Regions from separate parts of the Mus musculus genome. Here all the other regions are linked to region 1. A link is a contact called in public HiChIP or PLAC-seq data. All regions are on one chromosome and are shown on one strand. Each heading gives the region's core, a stretch centred on a gene start, on an enhancer-like site or on the middle of the called end of the contact. The rest is flanking DNA. Distances are from core to core; before and after follow the strand shown.

What was found. HiChIP or PLAC-seq counts read pairs in DNA pulled down with a chosen protein or histone mark.
Region 2: an H3K27ac HiChIP or PLAC-seq map of embryonic stem cells shows a contact between it and region 1, with 6 times the contacts expected there. The contact joins the enhancer-like site here to the promoter of Klf10 in region 1. A contact is called at or near these places in 2 of 484 Hi-C or Micro-C datasets (LSK cells and myocytes), 4 of 115 datasets of contacts at active chromatin or transcription factors (astrocytes, bone marrow-derived macrophages, embryonic stem cells and 1 more) and 1 of 9 other capture datasets (embryonic stem cells).
Region 3: a contact with region 1 is called in an H3K4me3 HiChIP or PLAC-seq map of craniofacial prominence, with 4 times the contacts expected there. The contact joins the promoter of Fzd6 here to the promoter of Klf10 in region 1. A contact is called at or near these places in 1 of 484 Hi-C or Micro-C datasets (embryonic stem cells) and 2 of 115 datasets of contacts at active chromatin or transcription factors (craniofacial prominence and embryonic stem cells).
Region 4: an H3K27ac HiChIP or PLAC-seq map of extraembryonic endoderm stem cells shows a contact between it and region 1, with 3 times the contacts expected there. The contact joins the promoter of Baalc here to the promoter of Klf10 in region 1. A contact is called at or near these places in 4 of 39 promoter capture datasets (cranial neural crest, hippocampal neurons, liver and 1 more), 7 of 484 Hi-C or Micro-C datasets (the Ba/F3 cell line, the N1E-115 cell line, brown adipocytes and 4 more), 3 of 115 datasets of contacts at active chromatin or transcription factors (acute myeloid leukemia, extraembryonic endoderm stem cells and large pre-B cells) and 1 of 9 other capture datasets (embryonic stem cells).

What each region holds. Positions count from the first base shown.
Region 1 is chr15:38,298,508-38,303,568 of GRCm38.p6, forward strand. Klf10 (Kruppel-like factor 10) reads right to left here and starts at 2,204. Exons shown (of 4, transcript NM_013692.3): 1 at 2,052-2,204. The coding sequence starts at 2,087. Gm35248 (a long non-coding RNA gene) reads left to right here and starts at 240. Exons shown (of 3, transcript XR_001781645.2): 1 at 240-314.
Region 2 is chr15:39,087,873-39,092,933 of GRCm38.p6, forward strand. It overlaps a transcript of Slc25a32 not described here. Among named protein-coding and RNA genes, the nearest start is that of Cthrc1, 13 kb to the left of the region's middle. Within about 2 kb of position 2,324, at least 30 of the 459 cell types and tissues checked have an H3K27ac peak or open chromatin away from gene starts, as enhancers often do. A contact at or near this core is called in bone marrow-derived macrophages and embryonic stem cells, where this site is marked.
Region 3 is chr15:39,003,811-39,008,871 of GRCm38.p6, forward strand. Fzd6 (frizzled class receptor 6) reads left to right here and starts at 2,470. Exons shown (of 7, transcript NM_001162494.1): 1 at 2,470-2,622; 2 at 3,415-3,753. The coding sequence starts at 3,577. It overlaps Gm26704 (a long non-coding RNA gene), which reads right to left and starts at 3,259. Exons shown (of 2, transcript XR_875317.3): 1 at 2,252-3,259; 2 at 1-606.
Region 4 is chr15:38,931,686-38,936,746 of GRCm38.p6, forward strand. It overlaps Baalc (brain and acute leukemia, cytoplasmic), which reads left to right and starts at 2,224. Exons shown (of 2, transcript NM_080640.6): 1 at 2,224-2,391. The coding sequence starts at 2,224.

The DNA of each region.
Region 1 (5,061 bases), core at 954-3,453:
AAGAACTTCCAAATTCTTCTGGTTAAAGTAGAGGTTGCAAAAATTATGAAAAGCCTCATAAAGTGGGGGAGCCTGGAATATAAGGCTCCAGGCCAACTCTGGCTATATAACTAGTTCAGGGCCAGCCTGAACTCATAAAGACAAAGCAAAAACCTAATACATAAATAAAATGGCAATGATAATCTTAACGCTTTTCTAAAAATGCCTATCTTCCTGCTGAGTGTGGGAAAACAAGACACGGTTCTTGAAACATCACTAACAATGTAATTGCATAATCGTTCGCGCCTTTATGTAAGCTGCAATGGATGAAGACTGTAAGTGTAAAAAGCCTATAGTCACCAACTCAAAGAAAGAGGGGTGGGAAAAAAGGCAGCCAGGGGTGAAGAATGTGAGCCGGGAGGGGAAGCCGGGAGGGAGCGAAGAGCTGGTGCGAGGCAGGAAAGGGAAGCCGGGTGGAGGCAGAAGCGAGGCGGGGCGGGGCGGGGCGGGGCGCGGGAGGCCGGCGGGGGAGATCCTCGCTGGCGGGGACCGACCGATGGGGCCGCCCTAACCTCAATGAGGCTGGCGGGTGAGTCACCGGGAACACTGCCCGCCGCGCGCACGTCCCCGCGCCCCGCCCCTGCCATTGGCCGGCCGGCCCGCGGCCCGCGTCCGGATTGGCTGGGCGGGCAGGGTGGGGGCGCGAGGAGGAGGGGGCGAGGCATGTGAACAAAGCGTGATCAGCGACTGCTCCGGGCGGCGCAGGAAACGTGAACTGGGAATTGCCGCGCCGTCACCTTTCCCCTACTTCCTGAGCACGGGCCCCCGCCCCCGCTCGGCCGGGGAGGGGCCGCGGGCGCCGCCGCCAACCGCTCGCCAGTGCGCGCCGGGCGGCGCGAGGGCTGGGCGGTGTCGGCTCCCGAGTCGCCCGCCCCTTCCACCTCCTCCGAGCCGCGGTTCCCTTAGGAACCGACAGCAGGGCCGGGCCTCGTTCCCGCCCCTGGCGGAGGCCGGGGCTGGGTCACTCGGGGACGAGAAGCTCCCCGGGTGCACCCGTTCGCCGCCCATCCCTGGCCTCCGCCTCGGCTGCGGGAGGTGGGGCCGGGTCCCCGCGGAAGCCCGACCGCCGCCCTCCTCCTGCTCGCCGCCTCCGGGGAGCGGCCGGAGCCTGGGGCACTCCGCCCACTCGGCCCGCGGGACCTCAGCCTACCCGCATCTGCAGCATTCGTCCGACTGCTGTTTCCGGCAGCCTGAGCCCCCGCAAGCAGTCTCTGCAGGCTCCCAGACGTGCGGCGCCCACAGCACGGGCTCCAGGCGCGCGGCCCCACGGTTCCCGCCTCGACACGCGGCCCCCGCGTCTCGCGGTCCCGACTCCCCCGCCAAGCTGTCGGGCTCCAAGGCAGGACCCTGCCCCCTGCCAAGAGTAATCTATAGGCAGCCACCTGCCTCCGCCTCGGATGGGGAGTCCCCTCCCGACGTCTGCGGGGGCGCCGCGGCTCCCCTGGCGGCCGCAGAGTCCGCGTGCCTTCCATACCCCGCGCGAAGCCGGCCATCCCCTCCCCCAGCCCCGGGCTAGCCCAGCCCCGCGGTCTCCACCTGGCAGGGTTTCCCCCTCCCCCGAAGAGCAGGCGCCCTCCTCTCGGCTAGGCAGACCGTGAGTAGTCCTTGTCACCCCGGGTCGCATTCCTGGTGCAGACAGGGGCATCTCCCGCCAGAGCCAGGTGCAGGGCGCCCCCTCCATCTAAACCGCGCTTCCAGGGAGACAGCCCCTCCAGCTCACTCGTCTCCTGGGGTCTCCCTGAGAGTCCTCCTTGTCTCCTGGATACCCAGGATCGCTCTCCCCTGGTCCAGGTCCCAGGCTTCTTCCGACCCTTTTTTTTTTTTTTTTTTTTTTTTTTTTTTTTTGCACATGCCCTCGATGATATTCCAGCCTGCAGGGAGGAAATCCCTTGCAAGACCCCGCTGCAGCCTGGGTTCTCAGGCGTGGCTTATTTAGGGGCTCATGCTTCGCGCTCCGGCTGGCTCCCCTACACTGACCGGCAGGAAAGGACCAGCATCCTCAGGTAACTTACCGAAGCTTGCTGGAGAGAAGCGCCGAAGTTGAGCATGGTTGGCTGCCTGGCCGCAGGTCGCGAGCTGCCTGGCTGCTGGCTGCTTAGTTAGCCACAGACGGGAGCACTGAGACACTAGACGTCGACGCCACCGCGCTCCGCGCTGTCTGCCCCCCTCCCCGTGCAGGTAGCCGCTCTGCCTGCCCCGCGCCGCGGGCGGGGTAGAGGGCGGGGCCTAGTGTCGACCAATCAGCGGCAAAGGTGTGTGAGGCCTCAGCCAATGAGCTGGCAGAGCCACGCGTGATCAGCGGCTGCCCGGCTGCAAGAGGCTCTGTCAGTGGAGCGTGTACACAACCCGAGGCACCGTGTTCCCTCGGTCCAGCCCCGGGGAACTCCGGGGACCACCTGACTCCGTGACGCCCCTCGCCCAACCCTAGCCTTCAGTCCTCCGCCCATGCCCGGGGGCGGCGCCGGCGGCGGGGCATAGCTGGGAGGCGCGGTGGCGGCGACTAGGCTTTGCGGAGAGCCGGCCCCACGTGGGGGGTGGGAAGGGAAGCCCGCTCCGCCCAGTCCCCTTCGCGCCCACAGCGTCTGGGCCCGCCAGGGAGTGGGCGGGACCCCGAGCAGGAGGCGGAGGCGGAGGCTGCGAGCGCGGCTCCGAGCCACCAGACGTTCTTTGGCAGCGTGGTTCTCGTGGGTCTTGCGTGGAAGCAAGGGATGGATGAACCACTGAGCGGCATTTCTGAGCATTTGCCGGGTTTTGTCACTCTAAGCCGGAGGACTGGGGAGAACCAGGGCGAGATGGTGGCGGCGGGAGCCCTGTCACGGAACAGACACCTGCTCGCACTCACCGCCCACGCCCAAGGCGGCAGGCGCTGGCTCGTCCTCCCATCTGCAGCACAGGCACTAGCAGCAGGGCCCGCCTCTGCGCGTCCCTCCCGTCCTTCTGGGCGGTTGGAGTGGGGACTAAGGGAAGCCGGTACCAAAGAGCTAGTGGCGTGGCAGGGAGCCCCAGACCCGACGCTCGGTGGCAGAATCGAGTTTGAGTTTGATGTAGTTGAAGTTTAAAATACAATGTTCGAGCTATTTCCAAGGTGGACTCCACTTCCCCCACCCGCGGGACCACAGTCTTCGCCGACGCCCTACCAAGAAACCGCTTGAGGGGATGGGGTGAGGAAAGCATGCTTGCAGGTGGGATTCCTGACCCGGTCAAACATCGAGTTCCTGTCCCTGCCCCCTCCACCGCTCCAGGGATTGAGGGCAAGCTGAGCTTCTTAGGGAAGCCAGCTTGTGGGTGCAGCAGCCCGGCTGAGGCTGTAGCCTCCTAGTCTGAGAGCTCTTGGCTCCTCGTTGGCGCCCTATTGCCCCGCCCCCTCGCCCGTTTGTGCGGGTTCACGGCAGCTGTTGGAGCCGGAGGGAGTGATAACGGGGCTTAAAGCAAACTAGAGATTTTTATCTTCTCCCTGGGACAGGCAGATCATGAGACAAAAGTCACTGCCCTCCTGTGGGCTTTTTCAGCCTGCTGGGCTAAAAGGGCTAAAGCAGGTGCCCTTTCTCAGTCACCACAGACTAGGTAAAGGAGGGAATTTGTTTTAGAGGCCTCCAGCTCTACCAACATCTATCTGATGGTTCCTTCTGGTATACCTAAAGCCAGCCAGCAACAAATGTAATGATAATAACGTGGGCCAGAGAAGCCCTGGGTGGGGGTGGGAGTGGGGGAAGATGACTGAATGGCCTCCTGTCACTGCCTGCTCTGAATCCGCTGGAGGAGCGCCAACTCAGCAACCCAGGCAGCTCTTCCTGCCTCTCTCCACCCGGTGCCCTGCTTCTGTCTGCAGGAGTGTCCTTCCCTGCAGGCTTCCTTCCGCTTGGGCTGGCCCATCCTGTTGATCTGAGTCTGAAGGGCTGGAGCAGCTGGCCTGGGCACCTGCTGCAGCGCAGGAAGCTCTTGTGTGTGCCCAGTGGCAGGCCTGCCTGCCTGCCTTCCTGTCAGGGAGCCGCCTCCGGGAGAGGTCACAGCCAGACCCACCAAGCCTGAACCCTGTGTCTGGCGTGGTGCCCCCACACCCACTCTGCAGGCTGAGTTGTAAGGAGCGTTTGGGACTTGGAGTGATCACAGCAGGAAAGAGGAGAGAAAGGGGTAGGAGAAACTGGGTAGTGGTGACCTGGAGATTCAGAGAAAGCCTTCCCCAGGCACTTCAGACCTAATATCGCCAAATCTAAAACTCCTCTTTCTTTGTGGTCTTAAGGGGTGATCATTGCCAGTCTAGCCACAGTTGCCTCCCTCCCTCAAAAACTTAAGTGAGATCTAGTTAGTCCCCAGCTCTAGACAGCTTTGCCTCAGAAACACCTACTTACTGTTTGTTTTACAAGGTACTCTGTCTGCCTGTCTTCACCCCCCTCCCCCCATTTTGTCTTCAGTAACAGGGTCTCACTATGCAGCCCTGGCTGGCTGACAAATTCTGTGTAGCCCTGGCTACCTAGACAACCCTCCTGCCACAGCCTCCCAAGTACTGGGCTAATGGGCACCAGGCAGGCACTTGGCTCAGTGTTTCACCTCTAGCTTGCACGAAGCTATTTCTGTCTGTAATCCCAGGACATCCACCCACATCACAACTTGTTTTCCAGAGCCCAGATGCCATGCTTAAACTTAAGATCACAACAATCCCTACTTAAATAAATTACCTTTGTCTATTGTTATCGGGAGATAAAAGGCTACCCCTTTATGAGCTAGGGGTCTCCAGCTACTCATTCAACTTTTCAGCCTTTTAGTAAGTTCTTCCCTTGCCCAGAGCCATCATACAGTGCATACATCTCCATGCCACACCCCCATTCAATAAGCACTGTCCTTCAGGCCTCTGTTCACTGATGCATTCAACCAATGTTATTGAGCATCTGCGTATTCTAGGCCGGCCAGTAGACTGGTCTCGAGCTCTTGAATCTTCTGCCTTTATCTGCCAACTACTGGGATCACAAGGGTGTGCCACATGGGAGGCTAAGACAAGATTGTCATAAATGAGACCAGCCTGGG
Region 2 (5,061 bases), core at 1,074-3,573, 790 kb after region 1:
CCTCTCTGAGGACTCTAGCTCATGTCAAATTGACATGAAAAGCAGCCAGTTGTACACTAGTTCAAGGCCAATCTGGACAGTATAGCAAGATTGTTTGAGAAGTAAAAAGAAAACAAGGTGTGAACATTGAAACTTTGAGATGGGATCACATTGCAAAGGAAGAAAATAGGCAAATGCAAGACAGAAAATTTCAGGTTAAGGAAATTTAGTGGACAGAAGGAACCTAAAACAGAGAACACATCAAACCAGAGACAGGACTTAATGAAGGGAAGGACGGAATGCTATAGAGATGTTGATGAGATTGTAAGACCCCCTTTCGGGGTCCCCCACTCTAGTCTCGGGAGTGAGAGAGCACCCAAAGAAACACGAGAATCCATTGCTGTAATCACATGAGGCAGTTTAATGACGGAGCTCCGGACCAACATGCATCTCACACAGGAGATAACGAATGTCGGCCACGAGGCTCGGAGAGCTAGGGGTTTTTATGGGGTAAGGGGCTTGGGATGTGGAATTCAGCATAGTGACACATTATTGGCTCATTCAAACATTAACAGTAAGATTACATGTCAGCAAAAGGGCATCAGGACTTTGTTTCTGTGGGCTGGGGGCTTATCTTTGTTCACATAGCGACCAGTTGATGTATGACTTTACCCGGCGTCAAGGGGCAGTAGACAGAGGGGAGGTTCCGGCCAGATGGTGTCGAGTCAGACAAGATAGCCCTGCCTGCGTCCTTGCATTCCTTTTCATCTTTACAGTTAAGAGCCCTGCCCTGGCATATGGGCTCATAGACAACTCTTTTACATGAATCACAAGTTACAAAATCTCATTTTCCTTCAAGATTTGTTTTGTTTTTTAAAGATTTATTTATTTATTTATTTTATGTTCATGAGTGCTCTATCTGCATGTACACCTGCATGCCAGAAGAGAGTATTAGATCCCATTATAAATGGTAGTGAGCTACCATGTGGTTTCTAGGAATTGATCTCAGGACCTCTGGAAAAGCAACCAGCGCTCTTAACCACTGAGCCATCTTTCCAGCCCTACAGTTTAAGTTTTATAACAACCAGTAATGTGGTACAGCAGCTGGCATCTCTCCTCCCACTGCTTCACATTCACAAATATCACATTGGTATCCTGAAATAAACCATGATCAGAAACTCAGCAGCAACACTAAATACCTGGGTCTCCTTATTCCTTGTCCTTCCACTCCGGGATAATTGATTTGGAACGCCTTCCTCAGCCTAGTCACTCATCCCCTCATCTGTATAGAGCTCCTAGGAACAAACAAATGCCAACACCCAACAGACGATGGCAGAGCATATATATATATTACAGATTTTTGTGAACTAGAGTGAAAGAGAGAACTAATATCCACAAAAATTCAGGGGCCCACAACTTGACTAAAATTTCTGAGAGGTTATAACTTGAAGTATGTTGGTATGTATTCTTTAAGAGGGAAAGACAGGTTGTTGGAAAGACATTTTTGCAATCATTAAAAAAAATCAACAACATCACAGACAGGCTGGGCATAGTAACTTAAGCCTTTAATCCCAGCACTAAAGAGACAGAGGCAGAGGCAGGCAGATCTCTGTGAGCTCAAGGCCAGCATGATCTACCAATTGAGTTCTAGGACAGTCAAGGCTACACAGAAAAACCCTGTCTCAACAAACAAACAAACAAAAAACAACCCCCCAAATAAACAACTCTAAAAAAAAAAATAAACCCCAATAACAACACACCACTTCTAGCCATTCTTGAGTTTTAGGGGCAGTTTATAACATCTGAATGTGATTCTTTAACCCATGTATAGTTACCTCTATGGCTATTAGTTTTGAAGGAGAACCAGCCCCAAAGGCTCTGAAGCAAATTCAGGCAGCAGCAGAAATAACATTATCATATGGTACTTTTGATTCAGCAGACCCAATAACTATAGCAAACAGAAATATATTCAGTGACAATTTTAGCAAGTACCAGGTTTGCTCATCCAAAAAGCAGCAGTCGAGGCATGCATTCTTTCCTGGAAACTTCTAGGAAGCGCTTGTTTTTTTTTCTGATAAGAGGCTTTGGTCTTGCTAGTGTTTTTTGTTTGTTTGTTTGTTTTTGTTTTTGTTTTCCTCCCTGTCTTCTTCCATATATGGCCAGATGAAGCATGGGGCTGTAGAGGCCATTGAGAGACTGGACTTGTTGTATTTGAAAGAAAACTATGCTTTTTACTGAAGATGGCTGGTTTGTTTGTTTTTTAAAGATAGCTTCTGGCTTACTGTAGTGAGCTCTGGTAGAAACATCATGTGATCCATGTGGCCTGAATCTGTCACCATGACCTCAGTGTCTCTTAGGCTGTGTGTAGGAAGGAGATTGTGAAAGATTTAAGAAACACAGCATGGAAGTCCAGAGTTACAAACAAGATTCCTGAGCTCAAATTGCTTCAAGACAAACTCATGTTGTGTTGCTGAATGTAGCCACCAGTGACCACAGGTTACTGGGTTCCTGAAAGGAAAGATGGGAGCCAAGACAAAGTTCTCTGATCAAGGCCTAATGTTTACTTATGAGTCTGAGCTTATAAAGGAGGGGGGAACCCATCCCCCACGTGGTCCTGGTCTTTGTCAGGATCAGTCAGGAAAACAAGCTCAGCTGCTCAGCAGGTAGCTTTTTGCAGGAAGCTGCAGGTGTGGCAGACAATAGACTTTACCTAGGTTGGAAGACTCCACCATAGGTGAGCTAGCAACTGTAGCAAACAAGGTCTGAGCCAGCCTGCTCAAGGTTGGGGGGAGGGCACAGCTGAACAGTTGATTGGAAAATTTAAAAATGAACCTAGCATATTGGCCCACAAAAGATATGCTGATTGAATCCAAGGCTGTAGCACCATAGTCCCAAAGGATGAGTGAAGGGAAAGTTCTCTTATAGGCTGCAACTTGAAGCAGTAATACTCACTACCTGGAGTGAACAGCGGTCACAAGTATAGATCGCTACCACTGTCTTAAAGACAGCGCTAATGACTGGATGGGGAAAGAAAACAAGCAGAGGTTGTTCAAGGATGTGGATGGATCTCTTTGACTGTGAAAACATTTGTGTCTCTTGCCTGTGCTTGCCACTCTGCACCATCTTAAGAATGAGGACAAACATACTATGGTGGGACCAACTCTTTCCCTCAGCTACTAGAGGGATGTTGAAGAAATTATGTTATCACACTAAGGTTCCCAAGTAGATACTCTTCATACAAGTTATAACAATATTCAGAGAAGCATAGGCCCACCATGACAGTTGGTTGAAGAAAGACAGAATTTAGCATCAGCACTGGAGTCTGTATTACCTAGAAAGTTTTAGCTACAGTAAGTAAATGAAAGGCCAAATTGAGACTTATTTTTAAAATAAATTTATTTTTCACTTAAATAAAAACTCCACAGGTACATGTTGCCAAGGGTAAGAGCTGACCCAGAATCCCATATGTGACTTAGAACATGGTTTTATTACATTTTACATATTATTTACATTTATTACATTAATTTGTTACATTCTTTGTTTTGTTTTGTTGGTTTTTCAAGACAGGATTTCTCTTTTAGCCCTGGCTGTCCTGGAAATCACTCTGTAGACCAGGCTGGCCTCAAACTCAGAGATCCGCTTGCCTCTGCCTCCCAAGTGCTAGGATTAAAGGTGTGCGCTACCACATCCGGCTAATTTGTTACATTCTTGAGGCTGACTCCATTTTGGACACTTACATTGTCCAATTAGGAGTCTAAATCGGCTTTCATGTGGACTGAGTTACATGAATCTTCATGAGTGAAGCAAGGAGAGAATCTATGCCAGGATACTAAGAAAAAAAATATTTTCAGCTACTCTGGATGGCTTATCTGTGTTGGTTTCATGCCATTTGTGACTATAAACAAAGCTGTATATCCAGATTGGTGCTGCCCATCAGGACCCAGCTTCAGAGCAGGTGAGGCTGGTGCCCCTAACTCGCAAGGCTGAGTGGAGGGAGTAGATAGGTTTCTGTAAGAAATCAGTCAGGCCTCTTCTTCAAGAAGGAAGGGAAACGGAAGCTAACAATAGGTATGTATTCATTAGAGATACATCCAGAGTCTGCTTTTTGTTTAATTCTTCAGGAATGCAAGACTTTAAGTAACCTCAAACCTTGCACAGTTTCTATGTTACCTAGCACGTTTCCAGAGAGCAGCACAAAGGTTAAGCAAACCATTTTACATCCATGTCATTTTGTAAGTGCTTGACTTTGCTGCCAAAGTGAATACATGTTGTTATCTACAGAATTTTATTTTCTATTGAAAATAATGCCTGTATCCCAAGGAAAATTAGCTCTGATTATTCCTGAACTCAAACATACTCTTTAGTTGGTTTCTTTTCTTTCTTTCTTTCTTTTTTTTTTTTTTTGATACAGTGGAAATAAAACAAACAAACAATAACAACACACACGCATACCTTAAAATAAAACAATAACAACAACAACACACACACACACACACATCCCTTAAGGTAAAAAACTTAAATAACTGGGCCATAAATGGATATATACTCAAGTAGAATAGCCTCTCCCAAGGCATGCCAGCCATCAGCGGATCCCATTCTGGTTCACACACCTGCTTGTGGGTTGGCTGGCCCTTTATGTTCAAAGGTGCCCCCATCCTGCTCTGCCTTTCCTTTTGGCAACCTCCCCAACTTGCACCTTCTCTTAATCTCGGTTACTTTTCAAGCTCCAGTTCTTCACTTTTATCTGCCAACTCCAAGAAAGAGGAATGATGCTCCTTCAGAGCTTGCCCTCTAACTTCCGGTTCTGTAATTCAAATGGGATTAAAGTTGTCAGTGGCATCAACCTTCATCCTACTGAAATAGTTACAGGCTTGACGACACTCCTTTTGAGTTGCTCCTGTTGTACATTCCTGCTTCTCCTAAGATGTAGACACAGTTCTCTGGCCTACCTACTGTGTTCTCTTTTGACCATTAAAACCTCAACATGTTTATAGTAAAGCTCCAAGAGTTCTCAAGTTCTGGTCTCAGTCTTTCAGCTTGCTCTTCCAATTATACTGATAACTCACTGCTCAGAACAGGCCA
Region 3 (5,061 bases), core at 1,220-3,719, 710 kb after region 1:
TGAACACTGCCCAGGTTCACTCCAGGTTCTGGAGCTGGGCTTCAAAACCAACAACTCTGACCTCTCAGGGTCACACTTTAATCTCATGCCATTGAAATAAACTTTATATTGAAAGTCAAGGATAATACAGATAATTGCCTGAAAGTTCCACATCCACTCTCTAATGTCCCCAAATCATTTTACTTCATCACTACTCACTATAATTAAAAGCAATTAAGGATAAAAATAGACTGCACTTCTGTAGAAATAAACTTATGGCATTTCCCCTCTAAATCACGTAGTTTGTGTAGGCTTAGATTTTTTTCAAAACCTACTTTTAATGAGGGTTCTTAAACCCTTTAACCTCCCTCCTAGCCCACCACCCACCAGGGGTCGTGGGAAGGAAAGGTTAAGAGGGCATAGGGGGATGTGGACCTGTTTGGAAATAGTTCTTTGGGGCGATTCCAGTCTTTGTAGTCAGGGTCTCAGTAGTTCAGGTCACACAGATCAGCAGAGTAGCTCCATCCACTGGCATCCACCACCCACAAATCAGCAACGGCAGTTCATGCAGAAGAAACCTCCAGCCTTGCCAGCCAGTCCGAGTCAGCAGAAGTGGCAAGAAGCCACCTGAATATCAAGAAAAGTTTTGTGGTGTGTTTGTCTCTACAAAGTCATGACAAACCATGATCAGTGAAGAAGGCAAGGTGAACCAACGCACAACAGTGCCCACTGCCTGTTGGGTTATACTTATCCCCTTCCCTGACATCACATGCCCTCTTAAGCACCTGCCCCAGCAAAACATCACATGTCCCCTTTACGGGCAGCTTTCAGAAAACCACCAAGCGTCTCATCTTAGCAAAACAATCGCTCATGAGATGTTTCCAGAAAAACATCACATGACACAACTGAGTCTCCAAAGAAACTAGAAATTTCCACTTCATTTGTGGATTTCAAATTAAAATGCTGCTACCTGGTTCTGGTATTCTAGCCTAATCAGAGAAATGTTCACAAATACTTTTCTTCTTCTGTATTTCAACCAACAGCTCTCACTTTGTATTCCAGGCTGACATTCAGTTCGCTCTGAAACCTCGGTTGGTCTTGAATTTGAGATCCTTCTGTCTTGGCCTTTCAAGTACTGCAATTCCAGGCCTGTGCCACCACACTCAGCTGAGATATATTCCTTCTATATAGAAACTTAACATTTTTCTGAGAAATATTCTTCCCACGTAGAAGGTTAATTTTCTACATAGAAAACATCTTACATAGAAACCCATTTTTCAATACATAAACTGTCTGACTTTTAATAATATTAAGATTAAGACAATTAGTATTAACATTTCTTTAACATGGTCTCGTCCTTTACAGTTGTCCTAAGCTTTTTTTTGTTTAGTTTTGTTTTCAAGGCAGGGTTTCTCTGTGTAGCCTAGCTGTCTGGGAACTCAAAGGTCTGCCTGCTTCTGCCTCCTGAGTGCTGGGACTGAAGATGTGTGCAACCATGACCGGCTTGTCCTAAGTTTTTTGATAAAGCTGGGAAAGAGTTCTCCAAAATTCATCTCTAGTTGATGTTTCCAGATTTCAAATCTTGTCTGGTTATTCGGTGGTGTCCCAAGTACTGAAATGTGACATTTTTCAGCAGCACAGTGATTCAGCTAACAGCAGTCTCCATTTAAAAGTTATTTTACAGGCTGGGACTGTAGCTTAACATAGTAGGCATGCTAGTACCAGTATGCACAAGACCCTGGGTTCTATCCCCATTAGGAACAAGAAGAAGAAGAAAAGAGGAAGAAGAGGAGGAGGAGGAAAGAAGAAGAAAGAAGAAGAAGAAGAAGAAGAAGAAGAAGAAGAAGAAAAAGAAGAAGAAGAAGAAGAAAGAAAGAAAGAAAGAAAGAAGAGAAGACACTTTGTGTTTGCCAACAAGTTCCTTTGTACCTCATACCAGAGTCCTACATATCAGGCATTATTGAATGTAAAGGACTCAAAAATTAGTAACCATTCTTGTATTCATTTATCATGTCTACATAGAGAGGACTCTACACATCCCCACGCCCCTTTTTGGTAATTTATCTGAAGTGATGGTGGCAGAGCTGGTTCTCAAAACCACGTTGACTAAAGCAGTTAACTTTCTGTGGGGCTTTTGCAGCAGTAAAGCTGTAGAACCGGCCGAAGCTGGCACCTGCCGTTCAAGGTGGTGGCCAGACTCCCCGAGTTAATAGGCTTTTCAGCCAAGAACTCAGGAAGTTCCTCGCTAACTCTGATCTCAGCTACCACTCACTACAGAGCAGATCCCCGCGGCTAAGGCTCCTCGCTTCCAGAACGGAAAGTGTGCTCTGCAGGGCACTTCCCCAACGGCCTGGGTCTCACGCCTGGGTCCGCGGTGCGAGCGGAGGCGACAGCTCGGCGGCCCCCGCACCGCGGCCGGCTGGGCTGGGCGGGGCGCAGGGCCGGTCCCGCCGCCGCGAGCCCCAACCTGCCCGCCCGACCTGGCGGCGCAGTCTCGCGGGATCGCCCAGCTCTCGCTCCCCGTTGCGGCCCCGGAGGCGGTCGAGGCCCGGACGCTGCCCCCCACCGAAAGCTCGCCCCGGCTGTCTGGGGTGGCGGGGCCGCGCGACGCCGAGGGACAGCCACCTTCCTCTGCCGCCCGAGGTGAGGCGTCCCCGGCCCGACGGGGCGGGCGGGCAGCGGCCGGGATCGGAGCCGCAGGTGCGTCGCCTCGGAGTCCCACGCAACTCCTGGAAAGTGACTCTGGGTCCCCGCAGGCCGGGGACGGAGCTGCTCGGCTGCAGGCCGGGAACAGGTGCCCGACGCGGGACCCCGGGGGCTCAGGGGAGCCTCCCGCAGTCCCCATGAGCTGACCGTGGAAGGTTTGCGCTGGGTGGAATTCGGGGTACAGGGGGCACGGGGTGAGCGCGTTGAAGGGGAAAGTGCTGGAGGTGAAGAAGCGCAAAGGAGTCACCACCCAGGCCCACTCTTCCTAGGGGGACCTCGCTCAACCCCAGCAGACTGATTTTCGCCTTTGCGAAAACAGGAAAGGCACATCCGCAGAAGTCTGCGATTGTAGAGAGAGCTAAAGTTGAAGAACTCTGTCTGGGTCACTTGTCCTCATTTTCCCCATATAGTGAGATGGCCAAGGGGCCCCTAGACCCCCTTTCTTCTAACCACCATCACCCCTTTCCTCGCTCCAACTTGCTTATGCCGTGCCTCCTCTTACCCGGTGTTTTAGACAGTATAACCCTTCATCAGCAGTTCCCTAGAATTGAGGCTTCCTTAGCAAAGTGATACATCCGCGCCCGGGCAGGTGGATATGTCTCTTGCTAGGATGGAATTTTCCACATTTTTTTCTTTCTTTGTAGCATTAGTTACCTAGCATGACATTTGACTTGGATTTGACTTTGTGACGAATGTTACTGATAACACACTTTGGGTTTGTTTTTACAGCAGTTGCCCCAGAATTCATTTTCAGGAAACAGCTTCTATCAAAATGGTACAAAGAATGCAATGAGGAATTTGTACATTTTATCTCTGATTTGAGAATCTTTTTGATGCGGAAAGGAGCATAAGAATAATCCAAGCCATGTGGTAAAATCGGAGTCTGGCAAGATGGAAAGGTCCCCGTTTCTGTTGGCGTGCATTCTTCTGCCCCTCGTAAGAGGACACAGCCTTTTCACCTGTGAGCCAATCACCGTTCCCAGATGTATGAAAATGACTTACAACATGACGTTCTTCCCTAACCTGATGGGTCATTATGACCAGGGGATCGCTGCTGTGGAAATGGGGGTGAGTGGATTTTCATGCCTATATTGAAAATTAGTTTATACGTAGTATTTTTCTCTTAACTATTACTTTTTAATCTTTAAACATAGTTTTTTTCCCAATCATATTTTTTAAAGTAGTTTTGAACATTAAGTTCCCCTCCTCCCGCTGTCATATTTTGTCTACAGTTGGACGGTTAGTTAATTTGCTTATAAAAAGGTTGCATTCATAATGAAGGGTGCTTACAGATAATAAAAATATTTTGCTTTTTTGAATTTGTGTCATTGCTTCTCCAAGACTGTGATTTCTGAATTTTTAAATTTTTAATATTTATTTGTTTGTTTGATTTTTCAAGATAAGGGTTCTTCTCTGTGTAGTCCTGGCTGTCCTGGAACTCACTCTCTAGACCAGGCTGGCCTCAAAACTCAGAGATCCACCGGCCTCTGCTGGGATGTGTGCGCTACCACGCTCGGCCCCAAATTCTGAATTTTTTTAATGGTTGACTGAACATATAATCTATATTGCTTGAGCTAAAATGAAACTTAAATGTTTTTTAAAAGTACTTGTCAAATTCATTTGACTTAGTTTTCCCAAAGCTAATAAATTATTGGAATGTTTTGGCGCTAAAGAGAATGTTTTACTAAAAGGTGACTTTCAGGCATAGCATGTAAGTGTTTTCTTTATATAAGATACTTGCTAAAAGAAAGTCCACTTGTAGGGCGAAGGGCAGTGTGACACTAACAATCGCCTCAGGCGCCTCAGTTACCTGACTCTGGTTTAGAGATATGAAAATGTCCCAGGAGGTGTGGGAAGAAAGAGCTGCCTGTAGAGACAGGAACCTGCCACACAGATCTGCTGGGTTGATAAGTTTCATGAAGAAAAAAAAGACAAGGGTATAGGTTTTGTAATCTTTCCCTAAAAAAGCTGAAGCCAGTAAAGGTTTTTTCCTCAGGTTGTCTCTGAGAGACGAAACTCCTAGAAATATAATCTAGAGAGGGGTTTTAAACTTAACTGTATTTGATCTTGCAGCTTTGAAGGTCTTCCTTTGTCTGCTGGAATAGTTAGTTGTCTGACTACCTCTTTGTAGACAGACTCCTGTCTGGGTTGGGTGGTTTTTAAATACTAAGATATAATTTTAAAAGATGTACAAGTTATAGTGTTTTAATCTTTGAGTAGTTTTTCCCAACTAGTGCAAAACCCCCCTCTTTTTTACCAGATGGGTGGGGCACTGAGGACTGAGCACTGAGCCTCTCAAATACTGCAAGGTCTCGCCCACTCAGCTACATCCTCAGCCCTGCAAGGCGTTCTGTTGAACACTCTACAAAGAATACA
Region 4 (5,061 bases), core at 974-3,473, 630 kb after region 1:
CAGACTTTCTGATCACCTTCACCAGGGATAGCAAGGTGCTGAGGTTGAGGAGCAAACTTGTTCTGCATGTGGCTGCCAGCTACCATTTTAAACTTCTGCAGTCTGCCCTCCTACTCGGCTTCATTTCTAAAATAGCCAGAAGCTTTGGCAAGAAGCCACTGGTCGCAGTTTATCAAGCAGCGGCATGTCTGTTTCCCAGCTTTTGACAAAGTCAGTCATTTGGTTTGTCTCCGGGATGGAAATTTTGTGGAAGATGTTCACATTAGGATGTTGCCTCTCTAGGGGCAGGCAAATTTTAAGGAGCTGGCAAATTTATCTCAGTTTATGATGCTTTTCCAGAATCCACTGTGAGACAAATAAAGATAAGCATTTTGCCCATAACCCTCAGAATAAGCAAGAGCATTAATCTGTTAGATGGAGATCTGTATGTAGCAGCTACATCTATGATCATAATATAAGGATCCTGTGCAGTCTCTAAAGTCCTCTGCCTCAGAATCTAGGGGGACTTTCAGAAATCCATGTTCCTGAGTCTCTACTGAATCAGAAATCTGGGCCAATGGATGTCAGGATTTGCATTTTAAGACACCATTAATGGGTTTCCTAAGCACTAAGGTTGAGAGCAGCCTGCTTGGGAGTTTTACTAGGAGGAAGCACTTGCTTGTACCCCAAGCCTCAGAAAAGCACAGGTCTAGAATTAGACTTCAATGTCTCCTCCTTTACAGTAAGGGCAAGTCCCCCACCCCAGGCTGGAGTAGGAAGAGAGTGGTAAGCAACAGATAAGCAGATGGCACCCAGCATCAATGCAGGGGCTACTTTAGTCACTGAGCATGGATCATGGTTCCTAGTTCACAGGGCTCCTGTGAGGGTTAAAGGGGCAACATGCACAAAGGCTCTAACGATGTCTGACACAGACAGGGTAAGCATTATTTATGGCCTAGCACCAGCTGTCTCTTCCTCACAATCCTCTCTTTAGCCATGTTGGTTACATTCTTAACTTATGACTCACACAATCAGCTAAGTGCTTACCGACTAGCCTACCGAGCCTGGCCTATAAGCTGAGATGTTCTGATAGCAAGCTAAAAAAATGAGGCCAGCCAGGGATCGTTGCCATATGTAACCTTTCTAGATTGCTTAAGAGGGTACCCCAAAAGGTCAGCCACAAACCCCGTGTTTCTGTTGTGTGAATCTAGCTTGTATTTCTTACCAAAATGTGAAAATACAGAAAAAGGACAAAGTAAACTACATTTCCCTCTGTTACCCAGAAGTGTAGCCTATACAAAAGACTGGCTGGTCACTTTCAGCAAATCAGCTGCAGTCATGAGCCCAGGACCTCCTGGGCTCAGAAAGGGCCTGGCTCAAATTCAAAGCTCAGTGAACACTGTCTTGACACTCTTAGTCATTTTATTTTTGAATTTGAGTCATACAAGTGAAATTCAAGGCCCCTGGGTACAGCTTCCTGTTGTGAGCCAAGTCCCAGATGGTGGACGGCCATCTAGACTAGGCTGGTGGAGGAAAAGGGATGGCCTCTCTGGCTGTTCCCTCATGCCCGTAACTCCTGTGGCATCTGGCTGGCTTCTCTCCGCTCATTTGGCAGATCCCTTCTTTGATCCCTGGGCCTTTTTCTCCTACAAATCAGGTACTTGTTGTGTGTCCTGAATTCCCATCTTGTCCTCCTTTTGCTTTTTAGTGAGGTCATTTATTTGAAGTTCTGTGTTTCTTGGCATTTGTTGTGGGAGACACACTTGCTCAGTCCAATAGGTGGAGACTAGGAAAAATTATCTTTGTGTAACCGTCAAGAGAGTGACCTTACTTCTAGGAATTTATCCCAGAGAACCACTAGGAATAAAATTATTAATCAAAAGGAATGTTATTCCAGTAACATCTAGCATTAGAACGTGGAAACAAATATCCAGTTAGAGGGCATTGGTTAAATGATTGCTTGTTCGTACGACCAGCAGACGTGTAAAAAATAACATGGCCGAGTGTTTAATAATGTGGAAAAGTTGCCATCAATGTGTTAAGTGAAAACTTCAAGCTACAAAGCTATTTTTAAATCTTATTTTTAACGTAAAAACACACGTATTCTTACAGGAAAAGATAGCTTTACCAGGTGGAACTTGAGGCCACCTTTTGCTATTAGCTGCCCTTTCTTTGCCACCTTGGGATTGCTTGTAACAGCTGCCATTTGCAAGCCTCTGGTGCCATTCTCTCCTTGCCTCCCCAGGTGTGCTGGAAGACGGACTGTCCTCTAACGGGGTGCTCCGACCTGCAGCCCCGGGTGGAATAGCCAACCCAGAGAAGAAGATGAACTGTGGGACCCAATGTCCCAACTCACAGAACCTCAGCTCAGGCCCTCTGACCCAGAAACAGAATGGCCTCTGGGCCACAGAGGTAGGGTCAAAACTACAACATCAACTGGGGATGGAGAACAGGGGTGGAACTTACAAATCGGGACCACCAGCACTGTGTCCAGGGAAGGAAGACCTCGGGACCTCGGGAATCGAGGTTTTCCACCACTCAATGTAAAAACTTACTGCAAATGCCATTTTAATCCTTTCCTTGTGGGCTGTTGAGTTTTATTTAACTTATAGAAACGAGTCCTAGAGAGTTGCCCTCTGGAGGAAATGTGTGTTGGTTCAGGTACACAGCTTTGTCCAAAAGTCTCCTTGTGTTAGGCAGCAAAGCCAGCGGAAGGAAACAAAATTGGCATTGTACCTCATACCCTCTAATCAGCTGGTCAGTGCAAGGGTCTTCAAGGGTGACTCTTGTAAAATATCATACCAGCATCACCAGAAAGCTTGCTGTTTGAAAGAAGGCTGGATGCGGTCCTGGACCAGGCTGGCATCCTTTGATCCCTTACTTCCCAGAGGTTCTCCTGCTGTGCCTGGCTCCTCCATGGGGTAGGGCTGGGGGAGTGAGGGCTGCAGCCCAGAATGAAAGCTCTGAGCAATTGGAGACTCTGCAGTCTCTTCCTCCTCCTCCTCTTCTCCTCCTCTCCTTCTTCTTCCTCTTCCTCTCCTCCTCTCCTTCCTCCTCCAATTTCCTCATCTTCCCTGAAGTCCACCATTTACTTGAAGGTTCAGAACCCACTGATCCCACCTGTCCCAGCTCTGGCCTCCTGCATCCCGAGGGCACAGTTTCCTACCTAGTGATGGTATTCTTTTTGTTTTTTCTTCTGATCAGTCCCTTACATGGTAGTTTATTTCCCAAAGCACTTTCTTTTTCTGAGTTGATAGATCACAAAAGCATTGTTTTGTGTAGATGAAGACAAGGATCAAGTTTTTCCGTTACAGCAAAGACATTGTAAACATGTACATGGACCTTAAATAGCATACAATGCCATGGGGAAGAATGAAAACTAGCTAAACCCCGAGGTGACCAATTTTATTCCATTTCACTGTGTAACAAAGCTTATCGTTTGCAAGAATTTTGCGATGGAATTCCTTTTCACATCATTAAGTTGCTTTCAGTGGCTTTGATCAGCAAACCAGTTTCAAATTTGTCTCCAAAGTTCATTACCCGAGGAGACTTGTAGAGTCAATCTTTCAGAATCTCAGGTTTCTTAAACATATAGTGGAAATAAAATAATATCCAAAGGAACAGACAGATGGGCCTCCTCTTATAGACTGCGATACAAAGAACAATGGGAAGGAGGGACAAACATGATAGCTGGGCCCACAACACAATGACCTCATTAAGTGGAATGCTAATGGAGCCCAAAGGCTAGCTGGGGAAGGGAGATGGAAGGGTCTTGTATTGTCTACTTTGTGCATCAGCTGACTTTCAGGAGACCCAGTCATCATTGACAGAGTGCAAGGCAGTTTGGGGTCCACAGAACCATGTTCACGAGGTTGAGTGTTCTAGAGAAGGTCCAGATGTCTGTCTCCTAATCCTTCTCTCCATATTTGAGACACAGAATGTGTTATAGTGGAGAGATGGCAGTTACCTGGAAACAGCTTGATCTACATGCTTGTTTTCCTTGTGCCACATTCTGCCCTCCTCACCCATCATTTCAAAGTTGTGTTTTGCACTTAAAAGGGTGCTAGCTCTTAGGCCCTCTAGGCTTTGGAATCCTCCCAACAGCATCATGACCATTTTATAGGCAAGGGAAGTAAGGCATGCACTGTATGGCACAGATAGTACCATATACGTGATGGAGATGAACCTGGTGGATCAGAGCATCACAACGCAGGGCATGGGGCCATAGCTCAGTGGGTAAAGTGTTTTCCTAACAGCACAAACCCTTGGAGTTAATCCCCAGTGGGCAATGGGAGTACTGAGAAGATGAAGGTAGTGAAAGACCTCCGTGGGGATACCCCCACCCGAGTCACGAGATAGCGTGAGTGATTTGGGGTGTTGCCTCACCTGAGTCAGAACATGGGGGAGTCCTCACGTGTGGGTCTTTCAGTTGGAGGGTCAAAGTTCAAAGCTGCAATTTTACGATGGTGAGAAAACAACACGTACACTTTGGATATCACAATTCTAATTTCAAGTTGGGACCTCTTCCTCGCACCTGCAGTGCCACCTTCTCTTACATTGACAGTGGACAGAATAATGGCTTTCGGTCATCCTGGAGATCACCAAGGAACCAGCTGATAGCCCACGGTGAACTGTGGCACTGCAACCTACATTTTCAGCGTGCGTTGGGTTTATTAAGCTATGAACCATCTCCCCTGTGCACCAGCTCCTGGATGATGGCTCTTCTCCAGGAGGCACCTTTGGGAAAGCATACAGCCTCAGCCACACACCTCTTGCAGTTTTCCAATTCAGATTTACCAGAAAAAAATTGTGGGTTAAAGGCAATCCTTACTGGGCCTTGAGACTCTCTTCCTTAATTCTTAAGAGCACCCTTAAAATCCTCTGAGTTCCATCTGGCTCAGATGCCAGGGACTGCTGGAGTGCCAAGGACCCGGCCAGTGCCCATCTGGGGTGAGAGTGAGAGTCAGATGATATGATAAATAACATTGTTGCAGACTTGACTGGTGCTCTGAGGAACCTGGGAAGACATTAGTGGGGATAGTAACTGTTAGTACAGAGGCCCCCTCCAAAGCTCACATTCCT